3 separate regions of the Gossypium hirsutum genome follow, and regions 1 and 2 are each linked to region 3. The links are chromatin contacts, called in public Hi-C maps. All regions are on one chromosome and are shown on one strand. Each heading gives the region's core, a stretch centred on a gene start, on an enhancer-like site or on the middle of the called end of the contact. The rest is flanking DNA. Distances are from core to core; before and after follow the strand shown.

Region 1 (4,730 bases), core at 31-2,530, 280 kb after region 3:
AGAAGCACAGGAAAAAACCTCCACAACGAGAAAATTAAGATTGGGGGCAAATGAATTTTGTGAAAGCAGGTAAGCATAATAATACCTTAATGTCGCTTCCGCGGAATAATATGTACTCATAAACTTTGTCACTTGGGGGTACTTGCGGACCATCTTTTTTCCTTCCTTCAGTTCCAAATGATCGTACTGCCCAAACAGAAATAAAAGCACAAGTATATACAATGAATTCAAAAGGAACACGCCATAAAACTGCATAAAAGACTAGTAGTGACGGATTTCGAGAAAGTAAACAAATTAGAGCAGAGCAGAGAAACCAATAAAAAACACTTGAATTTGCTAAAGAATGAGTTGACGGATGCCCATATAGTAATTGAGTTGAATTTGCGGGTACAAACAACAAATCCCAGCAAAATCAAGGTGCACGACTTGAAGTCAATAAAGAGCCCACGCAAAATAGTTGTCAATGGAAGAGAAGTGAAGAGAAGAGGGTACCGTTTTTTAATCCAATACTGGACTCGTCAGGGTTGATGTTGTAAAGAACGCCCTCGTATCTGATCTCACTCTTGGAAGTTAAGCTTATTACGCTTCCAATGTAGGAATCGGCTGTTGAACCCGACTTCGTACTCGAACTGCCCGTCTCCATTAACCGATCTCTTTTCTTCTTCCTTGCTATAACATGAGAATTTAATAGAGAGAGAAAGTGAACTGAAAAGATAGAGATTAGGGTTTCAGATTGTGAACTGGGTGGACGACGCCTTTGTTTATTTGAGATAGTATCGCAGATAAAATTCATGTGTTTTACTTTTGGGTTAATATCTCTTTTGGCCCTGCACTATAGCTAAATTACCATTTTGGTATCTGTATAAGTTTTACCCAATCCAAATTTCTATTTCAAAAACTGTTCAATTTTCCGTTACTATCATTATAACCAACGGCATGCTAAACTTGATTTTTTTTTTAAATCCAGACATTTAAAAAAAATCTTAAAACTTAAAAAATTATGAAAAACTAAAAATAATCTATTTTTAAAAATGATAAAAGATAGTTTTAATTAATGAAAAATAAATTACGACAAAATATTAGGTTAAATTAAAGGAAATACACATTTCAAAAATAAAGAAAATAGAAATGATGAATAGAGTTAAGGGACTAAATCTAAATATTAATTAAATTTTTAGCTTAGAATACATCAAATATTAGTTCATTTAAAAGAAAATGAAGGATGTTCTTGTAGATAAAGTGGCTGAGAAGGCTTTAACCTTGATGGTGTAGCCATTCAAAATTATAACTATGAAAAACATATTCATAAAATTTTAAAAATTCGGAATTTTGGCTTTTTTTAGAAAATTATAGATTTTTCTTTTGGGTGAATTTTAGGAATTCTTTTTTATAAATTTTCAATATTTTTTTAAGGGAATTTGAGTTTTCTTGGTGGCAACATTTGGTTGGATAAGGAGGTTTTTTAGCCGTATATAAAATAATAATACAAGGGGTTAAACTGATAAAAGAAATTGTAAAAGTAATAAAGTGATAATTTAGCTACAGTATAAGGGCCAAAAGAGATATTAAGCCATTTATCTGTATAAATAGATTATATTAATGTTGTTTGAATGAAATTGGAACAATTAATTAAATTGTTTAATATAATAGTTGAATTAGTTTATAATTTTTTTTATTACTATTAAACCAACAACTGAATTAAATTGATAGCTAATGGCATAATTAATTTGAGAAGTAAACCAAATTTTAAAACATGGGATTATACAATTAGATAAATAGACAGACAATTGCAGTTTTTTCCCCATTGGAAACGGTAAGCACAATTAACACAATGCTTTTGTCTTTTGTTCCGTTGAATTCTGGATTTAATTTTTATAGTTATTTTTAATTATAGAATCTTTTAAAATTTGAAATTTTAATTTGATACAAAATAGTAGTAATTAAAATCATTAGATTAAATTTGCAATTATCCTTATTGTTCAATTTTAGATTTTTTAAATTTTGAAATATGAGTCAATCTATTAAACAAAATAAGATACTTTTTAAAAATTATATTGAATAAAATTTATGATTATGTGAAAATAATAAGAGAGATGATACTACACATATATAAAATTTTGGAAATAACAAAATTTAAGTGGTTTTGAATGCGTGGATAAAGTATGGTTTGTATAAAATAAGATAAAAGAAAAAATATAAAGGAAATTTGATAACATGGCAACACCCCAGCGCAGAGAAAGGAAGGTTATGAGCAGAGAAATACTTGGACGAAAGAACAGACCCCTAAGAACCAAGCTTTTATCTCTATGTATCAATAAAACATGAATAACTAAACCCACTTTATTAGATCTAGTCATGCATTAAACTAGAGAATTAACAACTACGAGACGGGAATGCAAAGAGAATCGGATTTTCAAGATTGTATTTATTCACATCAAATGAAAACAATAACTTACCATTGAAACCATATTTTATTACTCTTGCTTTGCGTATATCTTGATTCAACATGCCAAATGCATGTATGTAGACTATGTTTGTCGTCTCACTTTTCTTATCCTCTCCTTACAAAACGCCAAACTATCATCTGGTTATAAATTCCCTTATTTATTACCCTCTAAACCCTCTATTCTCCTCCTCCTCAAGAATTTTATGAGAAAAGATTCCAAAAAAAACAAAAACTTAGACCATGATATTATTAATGGAAAAATAAATAGAAATCTTACTTATTTTGTTGTGCCTAAAAGTCAATGCCAATTCTCAAGTTAAAATAAAAAAGGCATTTAAAAAAGAAAAAGTGACTTGTACCCAAGTTATCTTCAAGAAAAATAAACCAACAAGTAAAAGGTTTTTGTTGGGGGTAAACATAGCTTTGCTTCTTTTCTGATTATTAAATTTATTAGTCTGCAGAAAGATTTATGAGAAAGGGATTCAAAACCCAAAACAAAATAGAAGGAAGTGGATATGCTTTGATCCGCATATCAGCATCGCAACTCTTATTATTTAGTTAGTCTAAACTGTGTTATGAACGGTGATGGCGGCCAGCCCAATTCATGTAATACTAGTACGATTAAGCTTATGAGTTTCTCATTCTACCACAAGAAATCAATCTTGAAGATACAGAAAACATATCTGTGTTGAAGAAAAAGGGGTTGGATGAATCATAGTTCAATATGTCTAGAGCATGTACCCATGCTTAGAATCACAGATTTTGTCCGGTTCCAGCCTCGTCACCGAAACATGTCACAAACGAACTAACAACAAAACCACAGTTTGTAGATATGAAGGGGAAACTCGCAACGATAGACAGCACAAGCATGCAAAAAAAACAATACAAAACAAACAGAAAAAAAGAAACCCGGATATGTCCTAAATTAAGTAGATTTTAGATTTGAATTTCAAACATCCCAGATTATCCAGTCCACATCCATCCTCGACATAAACAGCAACTGTACTGCCCTCTATTGAGATATTCTGACACCTCGCCACCATTCAATTACAATCTTCAAATCAGAAAACAGAAAAGCCAGAAAGAGGGAGAGAGAAACCCTGTAGCAAGTAATCATAGTTTGCGACCACAGAGCAAAATGTCTTCCATGGCTTTTTCCACATTGGAAGCATGGGCAATGCTTCACACACAGGACAGCATTCAGAAGTACCATACAACATTTCACCAAACTCAAAATGACAGATTGCTATTCCCAAACGGCCACTCATCATCTCATTGCTGATTTGTTGGTGATAAGGAACGTTTCTCCCACTCACACCACCAAAAGGAATACAGAAGGGCATCAACCTGTAATATTTCTTAGCCCTTGAAGTTTACAGAATGTCTCACGCATACTAGATCGTCCAATTTGTTACCATCTATTTTATACATAGAAACACCTTCCATTTGCTTAAAATGATCTTGCGCTTCCTTTCTTATGCTCTTAAAAGGCATGGTTTCCCATTTGCTGTAATTTGAGTGTTTCCTCACATCACTCATGTCTGAAGATCCTGAAATGGGCCCACTGTCGTCTGGGTCCACATTACCCCATACCTTGCAACTACCAAACTGTCCCAATTGACCATCTGGACCCCTTTTAAAGTGCAAGGCAGCAGCATGAGCTCTGTTTATCATTTCTCTACTTGGTACATCGGACCAGTCTTGCTTCCTCTTGGCTCTCATAGGAGAATGAATTCTAATAACCTGCAAAGAAGCAAAACCATGAATTCAAATCTGTAGGATTTCATTTGACATGTGACAAAATTGGAATTAAAAGCTCCTAGTCTTTTGCAGGGTGCAAGTATCATACACCAAGGCACTCTAGCAGTTGATAATATGCTCTTCCTTGAAGTGGATTATGCCCTTTCCTTGGTGTCGAGAAGTACCTTGTCCTACAAAAAATCATTGTGAAACTATAAGCAAGAAATTGGGATGAATGCAAAAGGCAGACCATTTGCACAAGAAAAACATCTCAGATTCAGTTGAAAAGGTGTTGGACAATACATCTACTCTACCACATACTTGTAAATTGTCAACTTTCACCTTCAACAATCAATCAGTAAAAACAAATTATTGAAACCAAGGCTAAATCACTTGACTTCTATTATTCAAAATGCAAACTAGAAACTATTAGAAGCATTCTCCTCTTTAACTGACAGAATTAAGAACAAAAGTGTGTACAATACTATCTTTAATACATTAAGCCTCAAACCTGAAACCAATTGTAAGGAAACTGATAAAAAAG
Region 2 (4,775 bases), core at 976-3,475, 350 kb after region 3:
GCAAAGGAGAGGATAAAAATAAATAATCCTACCAAACAAAGAATTAACCATTTCATCCATTTTACAAAATTAAGGGTGATCACAAATCACCCATCTTTGCTAACATCCATTCCAGCATTGTAGTATAGAACATACAATCTAATAAAAAGTAGTTCAAAATCAAATATACATAAAATCAAACAGATCAAAAGGCCCAATTCAAACACAAAATCATTAACTCCATCACAAATTGAACCTAATCAAGATCCCATCTAATCAATTCCACAAAAAATAAAATTCATTTTAAAAAATATACAAACAAACCAAATTGCCAACTTAATAGATCTATTGAAGCGTAGGAATTAATTAAAACTACCTACTTTAATCTCACATCGATTCAAAAAGGTTTCTTTTCAATTATTATTGGGGAACAACCAGAGGGAAAAACAAATATATGAAAACAAAAATGTTATTACATTTTGCTAAGAAGCAAGCAAACAAATCATATAATTCCAGAACCGTTCTCAATTTCTCATTATTTCCCATAGTTAATTGTCTCACCGTCTATTTTGACAATTGAGTTTGGAACTTGAATCGACTGGTTTCGCTTGAACTGGCAAGTCGCTGAAGGGAAATAGACGAAAAAATTGAAGAGAAAAAATCACCAAATTGTTGAGAGTTTCATTTCTAAAAAGACTAAAAATGGCTAGGGCTTTTTTCTTTTTGTCAACGAAATTACTGCTGGTTGTTTTTTATACAGAAATGAATCCTGGGTCAGGGACGTAATGAAGGGAAGGGGAAGGAGAAGGAGAGAGCGTTTAGAAAGTTCTGATGCTGGGATTTTCCCCAAAAAAGACCTCATTTTCTTATGTTTTGTAAAATGTTTTACAGTGGAAAATCATTTTTAGCCAAACAAACACAGGATAAGGCTAAAAAGCTTTTACGAAAAAGTTTTTACAGGAAAACAAACGGAGCCTTAATGTTGCTAGTAAAATTAATATTACATGCTGGAAAATTACTAATAATCTTTTGCCTACTCTTGGTAATATTGTGATTCGGAGAGTGGCAGTGGTGAGTTGCTACCCTGTCTGTCGTGGAGCTAAGGATTCAGTTGAGCATTTGTTTCGAGAGTGTCCAGTCACAGTCCAAGTTCTGCAAGAATTGAAGGTGCCATTTTCCTCCAACAATGAAAATAATTGGAAACACTGGTTAGCTAAAGAATTCATAAACAGTACGTTGGAGACATGCATAGTATGGTTGGTCACTTTCTGGGCACTATGGTTTACCATAATCGAAACAGTATCTACCATGAAGTAGTTAACCGAAATGTGAAAGGGGTAGTAGTGTTTGTAAAGACAAACATGCACGAGTTGGAGAGTTTGGAATTTGCATTACCACAATTTCAACAATCACATAATATCACATGGGAACTGCCAGTTGGGGATACAATGAAAGTAATTTTTGACACCACATTCCATCAATAAATAAAGAAGGCAACAACTGGCATATTAGTTAGAAACAATGAGGGATTAGTGATTGTGGCGTGTACTTACCCGTATGAAAATATGGCAATTCGACAGCGGCAAAGGCAAGGGCGTGTCTCAGAGCTGTAATTTTTATGGAGGAGTTAGGGTTTCAAGAGGTAGTGGTCAAGGGGAATGCCTTGGCTGTTATAAAGAAACTAAGGGCTCTTGAGGAAGACAAATCGACCATTAGTGTTTTGGTAAAAGAGATTAAATTTAGGCCTGATAATTTTGAGTCAATGGAGTTTAGATTCATACCTCATCAAAGGAATCGTGCAGCTCATTTGCTAGCAGAGGAGGGAAAGAGATTCGGGGATCCTCGATTTTGGATAGAGGAAGCTCCAAGAACGGTGGAAGTAGAGGTAGAAAAGGATCGAAGGGTCATGCAAGGTAGGGATTGAATTAGGTTTTTTTACGTCGAAGGAATGATTATCTTTGGGACTCCGATGTGGTCAAATTTGAAGGAGCGAGATGGGAGAAATCGTCAAGATGCCATAGTCACTGGGAATGGAGAGATCAGATGCTTGATTAGCTGGTTGACACAGAATGAAGGCAAAAGCAGATTGAATTCATGTTGTTTAACTCAATAAGGAAAGATTTGTATCTGATTTGAAAAGAAGAAATAAATAAATTTAGTAATAAAGAAGTGAAAAACAGTAAAAGAAGAAATTTAAGAACAAACAACAAATAATAATAATATATAAAAAAAATAAATAGATGAAGTTTAAAAGTGAAAGATGGAACGATAGCAATGAAGGATAGAAAGATAGAAGTTCAATTGAACTCATTGAGATATAAATTTAACAAATTCATTTAATAGCTCTAATTAATCCTTCAAGAAATAATTCTGTTAAAGATGAAAAATAAATTCTCACGACTGCTTGAAGAAAATCGAGAAAAAACTATTTCTAAAAATTACGAAAGAAATCTTACTCAAAAAAATAAACTCTCCCAAAGTTGAAAACTTTGATTAATGAACACAATTGTGTCTTTAATGAATAATGAAGAAGTCTTTATATAGGCTAGTTAAGTATATCTAAATAAAACTCTAATTAATTTAAACAACAAATAATTTTAAACAAAACTTTATTCTTAATATAAAACTCCTAAATAACTTTAAATACTTAATAATTATAAAATATTCAAAATAAAAATAATAATAAAATAATAAGCCTAAAACTCAAATCCAATATAAAACACCTAAGCTTGTGGGATTGATTAGGGTCCTTGAAGTGAAATGTCTAAATTTGTTAACATTCTCCATATAAGCTTATTATCATAGATTGAGAATTTAGACCCATGAACAAAATTAATCTCTTCTAATTAATCATTATTCCAAAATTCACCATCTTAAAGCTTCAACTCTTTTTCTCAAATTTTTTTAATAATAAAATCTTAAAAGAATAAGTTAAAGTTTAACTTTAATTACTTAAATTTGGATCTCATTATTAAATCTTGAGAGAAACTAAACACATCTCTATTATGACCTTTAAATTGGACCGAAATTTCGTAAAAGGTCGTTTCATCTTTCAAAGTTTTAGGCTGTGGTTTTGTTTGTTTTCAAGTTGTCTAGTTTTGGTTTTTTGTTGTTTTTTTCTTCTTCCCAGAACAACCATTATGGCACCGTTCCTGATAGCCAGTCGTTGCAACGGTTAGTGGATGTAACAGCTCTTCTATTTTTTTACTTAATAATCACCAGCAGGTTTATTTCAGAAATTTATATATATTTTTAACACTTAGAATTAATTAAAATCTAAATCTAAAGTTGAATTATCCAAACATTTAATTTAGATTAATTAAAAATCTTCAAATTTTAATATTTTAATTCCCAACTAAAATTTTGAAATCCAAATTCTACTTTCTTATCCTGGTAATTTTTTAAATTTTATTAAAATTTGTATAGTTTTTTTTATAAACTTCTACAACTTTTTTTTAAAATTGTTAATATTTTTTATAGCTTTTTAGAAACTTTTAATTTATATATATTTGATTTTTTTAGATTTATTAAAATTTTATATACTTAAAAAAATTCAAAAGTTGGTATGAAATGCCACATCATCTACAAAAAAAGACTAAACTATTTGAACAAAAATTCAAAAAGCCAGTCGATAAATTCAATGAGTTTTGAGAGAGATAATGGCATTAACTATATAAGTTCCAAACATAACATGTCCCAAGGCAAAAACAGAAAAGAGAGAAGTATTTTACATTTCACTAGAACTTGGCTTCAACAACCCAACCCAACCCAGCTCAGCTCACACAAATAGAAATCTCATGTCTGCCTCCGTCAATTTTCCTAGAGCCTCTGTGGAGCCACCCACCGTCCTACACAACACCACAACACATTAAACATTCAAATTACTCCTTCAAATTTAACCAAAAACTAATTAAACTCTTACCCTTCAAACACTAATTCCTTCTTTTCTTGCAGCTTTAATATCCTCTCCTCTATTGTGTTCTCAATAACAAACCTCACAATCCTAACATCACACCAAAAAAGATGCAATTAGTCTCATTAACTCAAACCAGTCTTAACATTTTTGTTATAAATTAACTTCCAATCACAACCCAACCTTATTGGTTTACATTGCCCTATTCGGTGTATCCTATCTTGTGCTTGGCGCTCCACAGCTGGGTTCCACCAAGGGTCCATCAAGAAAACCTAATCAGGTCCAAAGTCTACCATTTTAAGCCTTTAGGAAAAAGAAATGTACACAAAGGAATAGCCAATTTAACCTAAACACTACAGCATTCATTTTAGATAAGGAAACGTTTAATTGCAAAATTTAAAACAAAATGTAATCCCAATAAGAGAGAGTAATGCCATAAATCCTTTTTTTTGCAAATGGATCCCAAAAGATATCAGAGATTAAACCAAACAAGAATTCAATAAGATATTGCTTACATGTGATGCAACTGTGAGATTAAGGGCAACACCTCCAGCTTTCAAACTCATGAGAAATATCTTGCAATCTGGATCCTCAGTAAAACTCTTAATTGCAGCATCTCTCGCAGCCAAGGACATGCTCCCTACTAGTTGAACACATTTTATGCTGGACTGCAAAAGAGGCCAATCTATTATGATAGCATCTTTTCTTATCTGCACAAAGAAACCATGACAGAATTTGTTTCGTTTCTCATTTTAGAGACCTTATGAAGGGAGTATTTTATGAGATCCAAGAAAGATGTGAATTGGCTGAAAACAATTCCCTTCGCAGAACCATCTCTTTCCACCATGAATCTGATTTCTTCCCTCTAAAATTATGAAAACTC
Region 3 (4,942 bases), core at 1,022-3,521:
ATTTTCTAAACCAAGAGAACTATTGTTCCTTCCAAGAATCAGTTCCTTCGAAGTCCTGATCTTTAACACCAACCGCAATATAAGGCCCATTTAAGGATTTGCTCCAGTTTCCAAGGAAACTAGAACAAGGACAAGCATATTTCCCGTTTTTTCTTGCCAAACTCACGCATTTATCACAACCATCTATAACCCACTAGATGAATACATGTGACAATATGGCCATCCTTCGTAAGTGATTCTAACATATATTGGGGAAATATTAATAAATGGAACACAGACTCAAACTTTTAAGTTTTCATTATGAGAACTCGATCTCCCCTTGGCACCTACTTTAATAAAATAATAGTTATTATAATCACATGTTAAATAGAAAGCTATTTGGATATCCGATCTGTTTTCTTTTTGGCGGATTCAGATTTTAAAATTACTATCCACTAGAGATTTGGGTGGATACCCGGTTTTCCATAATCCAAGGGTACATTACTTATTTGGATAACCGATGTGGATTTCGATATCCAAATTCATTCGTTACAAAATGCTTATAATTTTGACATTATATGCATAAGATTATAAGTTCAGAATTTAGGAGATTTGAATTCAGATGTGTGGATTTGGATATAAAAAAAAATGAAAATTTCGAAATTGGATTTTTTCAGATTCGGATATCCAACAGATAAAAAGTATTTAATACTCGGATAATTTGCGGAAAATAAATAGGTTCGGACTTTTAGGTAAATTTGTAGATTCAGACAAATAAATAAAATCGCATATCCTACCCACCACCATTCCTAATCAAATTAACTACCCAAAAAGTCTAATTTTCCTATAGAAAACTAATGATTTCAAGGACCAACCAAACTCTCATACGCAACTTTCAACTTAACATGCAAATCACTAAAAAGTTCATATAAATAATAAAAATTCAGCATCTTTACCTTGTTCAGGAACCGTGGCCAAATCAGCTGGAACCATGGCGTAATTTTCAAGCCCACAGATCAACGGAGCCCCTGCCACAGGCGACAGCTTCACATTCAACACAGAACTGCTCAAATTCTTCTCCGTATAATTTAAACTAAAAGCCGCAAAGCTCCCAACTTCCTTTAATATATCCACTCTACTCACATTCTTATCGTTGACCAGCACATCGAACACTCTCTCCCCTGCCTTTTTAACCGTCGAATCGATCTCCGCAAAATGAAACCACACCAAGTAATCAAGCTTTGCATCCACTGGTAATTCGTATTCCAGACGTCCCTCAATTGTCACCGCCGATTGGTACAATTTCATGGGAAAGTAATTCGGCGCTTTATCGGTACCAGTTATTTTTTCTTTAGTGGTTATAACTTTAGCGGATTCCGACTTTCCAGCTCGGTAATCGGAATCGGATTGCCAGGAGCGGCCGAAGGCGTCCGGGTCGGATGTGAAACCGGGTCCCCATTGTGATGAACCGGGAGAGAGTCGCCCATAGTTGACTAGAATGTAGCTATCGCTGGTTTGGGCGGAGTTATATGACAAAGGATCGATCTGGACGACTTCCAGAGAAGCGATGACGGGAGGGTCAGTGGCAATGCTGTAAAAACAGAAATCGAGTTGACCGTCTTTGACGAAGGCAAAGAGATCGGAGTAAGCGCCATCTCGAGTGAGAGATTCGGGCCAAGGAGAGCGCCAGGAAAAGACGAGAGTGCCCTCGACAGAAGCGTCGAAGGAAGGGGAATGGGATTTGCCGTCGTAGTTGTCGTAAACGGTAAAAGTACGGATGTAGTAACGGCCAGCAGGAAGGGGGATATTGTAGCAATTCTTCTTACCGGAGGAGAGTGGGAAGTAACGGAGAGTCTTTTCGTGTTGAAGATGGAAATGTAGGGGCTCGGAGACCACGGAGGTGGAACCGCCAGTGAAGAATTTGTCGGGTAGCCAAGAGATGTTGTAGGAGTCGGTGGAAGGAGTGGAACTGCCGCAGTCAATGTGGAAGCTAGTGTCTGCAAAGAAAACAAAAACAAAATACAATAGCAGCAGTTAGAAGATAGTGAGCGAGAATAAGAAAAGAAAAACAAAAGGTGGTGGAAGTGGCTTACTGTAAGGGTAGGGCAAAGGGGAGGAAGAGTGGAGGAGGAGAGCCAAGGAGAGCAGGAAAAGGAAGAGGAAGGACATGGTGGAACGAGAGAGAAACATAATAGGAAATGGGGGATTTGATTTTGGACATTGACGCTATAAAGTAGGGGTGGGGTGGGAGTATAAAGTCAGACAGTAAAAGAGGGCGAGATTAGTGGGATATAATATTAATTCACACTTCAACAATTTGTTTACATAATACCAATTAAAAATAAATAAATAAAAAGCATAAAATCGAATTACTAAATCCTCAAATTGGAAAAGTAAAAGCTTTTTGAAAATACTCAAATAATAAAATAAATTAAATAGTATTTTTCTTATAATTTACTTTAAATATGTTTCAATTCATATTAAATAATAATACTATTCTTTATCTAATTATTTATATTTCAATATTTAATTAAATTAATTTTAAAAAATAATAAAATGTAATTTACTATTAATTACATTAATCTTTAAAAATAATTAAATTAAATATTTAAAAAATAATTGGTGTTAATTATTTATATTTCAATCTTTAGTTACATTAATTTTAAAAAAATAATAATATATTTTTAATTAAAATGCAAAATTAACCAGTGCGATGCAGAATTAAGAAAATAAGATATTATCTAAAATAAGGCTTTGATGCATTTTAAGAAAAATTAGTTAGTGAAAGGTTGTTTTTATGAAAAGTGGTATTGTTATCCGCGCAACATGTCAGCATTTTTTATTTATTGTTATGAAGTGAACACTTTTTCCTATAATTATGATTTCGTATTAACTAATGAAACAATTTAATATACTTGGTTTCAATTTAATTTATTTTTTAATTATTATATGCGATCAATTCCTACATCGGACGCAGCGTAGGGGCAGGAGTATAATATTGATTCGCATCTCTTGATTATATCATACCATCCAAAAGAAAGTATTCTTAGTAAAATTTATTTGAAAGTGCTCAAATAAAGCCTTAACTTTTTTAAAAGTGGATAAATAATTTAGATGATTATTTTCTTATCATTTACTTTAGATATATTTCAATCCATATTAAAAATAATAATAATATTTAAATTAATATAAGTTATTTACATTCCAATATTTAATTACATTAATATTAAGAGTAATTTTAAAAATTTTAAAATAAATTTAAATTTTATTAAAAATTATAAGAAATTTAAAAGCTTTTAAATAATTTAAAATATAATTAAATATTTAAATGTAGTTTAAAATTATCTTTTAGTACTGTTTACAAATTAATTTTATATCCCATATTTTTTATATTTTAATTTCTTACTTATGTTATTTGAGAGAATTTATTAGAAAAATAACATACATTAATTTAATATATTTTAATTAATCCAAAAAATCAACCTATGCATCATAGGGTAAAAAAAACTTTAGGAAAAATTAGTTAGTGAGATGTTGTTTTCATGAAAAGTGATATTGTTATCCGTGCAACTTGTAATCATTTTTAGTTATTGTTATTAGGTGAATCCTTTTTCCTATAATTACTGACCTTGTATTTCAGTAATTATTATTTATTTCAATGTTAAAATATGGTTGCGTAAATTACAACATATTTGACTATAAATATGGTAATCAACAACTAAATAATTTAGATTATAAATATGATTACTAACTAACGAAATTATATTATATGCTTATACAATTTGACTCTTTTATATTTTTTTAAATATTAGAATGTAATAATGCTATGTTGATTGAATTTATTCGAAATAGTTGGGCATAAGTAAACAATGTTGATAAAATTAAAAGCATTCATCAGTCGTGTTTAAAACATTGGGAAGTTAAGTTTAGACATATTTAGGGGGAGGCCAACAGAGTTGCGGATTGCATTGCGAAAGCAAATGGTGGCGTGATGGACCAATTGGTTGTTTTTTAGGAACCCCTTAGATATGTAAGGGAACTTTTGGAGGATGACATTCGACAGTCGTTACTAGTCACAGATATATTACATTAGCTATTGATGTTATCTTAGATTTGTTATCTAAGCTTTAAAAAAAAAACTTGTTTTACTTTTTATATGCAAAGCATAACATATTTCAATTACTGCATGCGATCAACCTGTGCATCCACAGGAAAGAAATTAGTTGCCACTATAAAATAGGGGTGGGAGTATAAAGGGAGACAGTAAAAGAGGTTGAGATTAGAGGGGTATAATATTAATTCAGATCTCTCAAGTTGTTTATATTATACTAACTAAAAAAGTCTTCTTATCAAAAATATATTTCTATCAAAAAATAATAATAAATAAATGTATAAAATCATCTATTTTATTTTATAGGCTAAATGCTCAAATTGGAGCCCAAACTTTATAGAGGTGGCTCACATAAAGGTCAAACCTTTAAAAATGCTCATATAAGGGTCTAATATTTACAAAATTGCTCAAATGAAAGCTAAACCTTTCAAAGAGCTCAAATAAGAGCTTCTCAAATGTCGTATATTATGTCTCAAATTATGTTTTTATTTTTTTAAAAGCAATATTTGATTCAATTGTCTTGTACTTTATTCTAAATACGTTAGAGTTCACCAAATATTTACTCAAATTGGGTTGAAATACATGACAAGTCCTTATTTGAACATTTGTATAAATGTTAAACCATTATATAAGAATTTTGAAAGGTTTGGCCCTTATATGTGCAACTCTTAAAAGGTTGGGCTCTAATTTAAGCATTTAGCCTATTTTATATATGTTTCTGTCAATTTTGGAAGATGGATTAGGATGATTGTAAGTAAATTATCAATGTACAAAAAGGAGAAATTGATTTTGAGTTTTATTTGTGAAATACCCTCCGATACTTAAGATAGTAAGTACATAAAAAGATAAATA

The links. Hi-C and Micro-C count contacts between places; a contact is called where the count stands out from the background.
Region 1: a contact with region 3 is called in a Hi-C map of leaf, with 3 times the contacts expected there. The contact joins the promoter of LOC107887148 here to the promoter of LOC107887165 in region 3. A contact is called at or near these places in 13 of 34 Hi-C or Micro-C datasets (anther, callus, hypocotyl and 3 more).
Region 2: a Hi-C map of leaf shows a contact between it and region 3, with 2.0 times the contacts expected there. The contact joins the promoter of LOC107887152 here to the promoter of LOC107887165 in region 3. A contact is called at or near these places in 4 of 34 Hi-C or Micro-C datasets (leaf and petal).

Annotation. Positions count from the first base shown.
Region 1 is chrA03:56,588,358-56,593,087 of Gossypium_hirsutum_v2.1, forward strand. It overlaps LOC107887148 (protein decapping 5), which reads right to left and starts at 1,281. Exons shown (of 8, transcript XM_016811299.2): 1 at 493-1,281; 2 at 86-186. The coding sequence starts at 793. It overlaps LOC121222835 (sialyltransferase-like protein 1), which reads right to left. Exons shown (of 11, transcript XM_041103842.1): 10 at 4,296-4,377; 11 at 3,116-4,189. The coding sequence ends at 3,806.
Region 2 is chrA03:56,653,213-56,657,987 of Gossypium_hirsutum_v2.1, forward strand. LOC107887152 (calcineurin B-like protein 2) reads right to left here and starts at 2,226. Exons shown (of 9, transcript XM_041103838.1): 1 at 1,761-2,226; 2 at 1,533-1,586; 3 at 1,017-1,157; 4 at 1-603. LOC107887153 (DNA repair protein RAD16) reads right to left here. Exons shown (of 17, transcript XM_016811307.2): 13 at 4,653-4,757; 14 at 4,408-4,560; 15 at 4,076-4,164; 16 at 3,902-3,982; 17 at 3,612-3,827. The coding sequence ends at 3,758.
Region 3 is chrA03:56,302,414-56,307,355 of Gossypium_hirsutum_v2.1, forward strand. LOC107887165 (receptor-like protein 4) reads right to left here and starts at 2,272. Exons shown (of 9, transcript XM_016811324.2): 1 at 2,073-2,272; 2 at 936-1,976. The coding sequence starts at 2,169.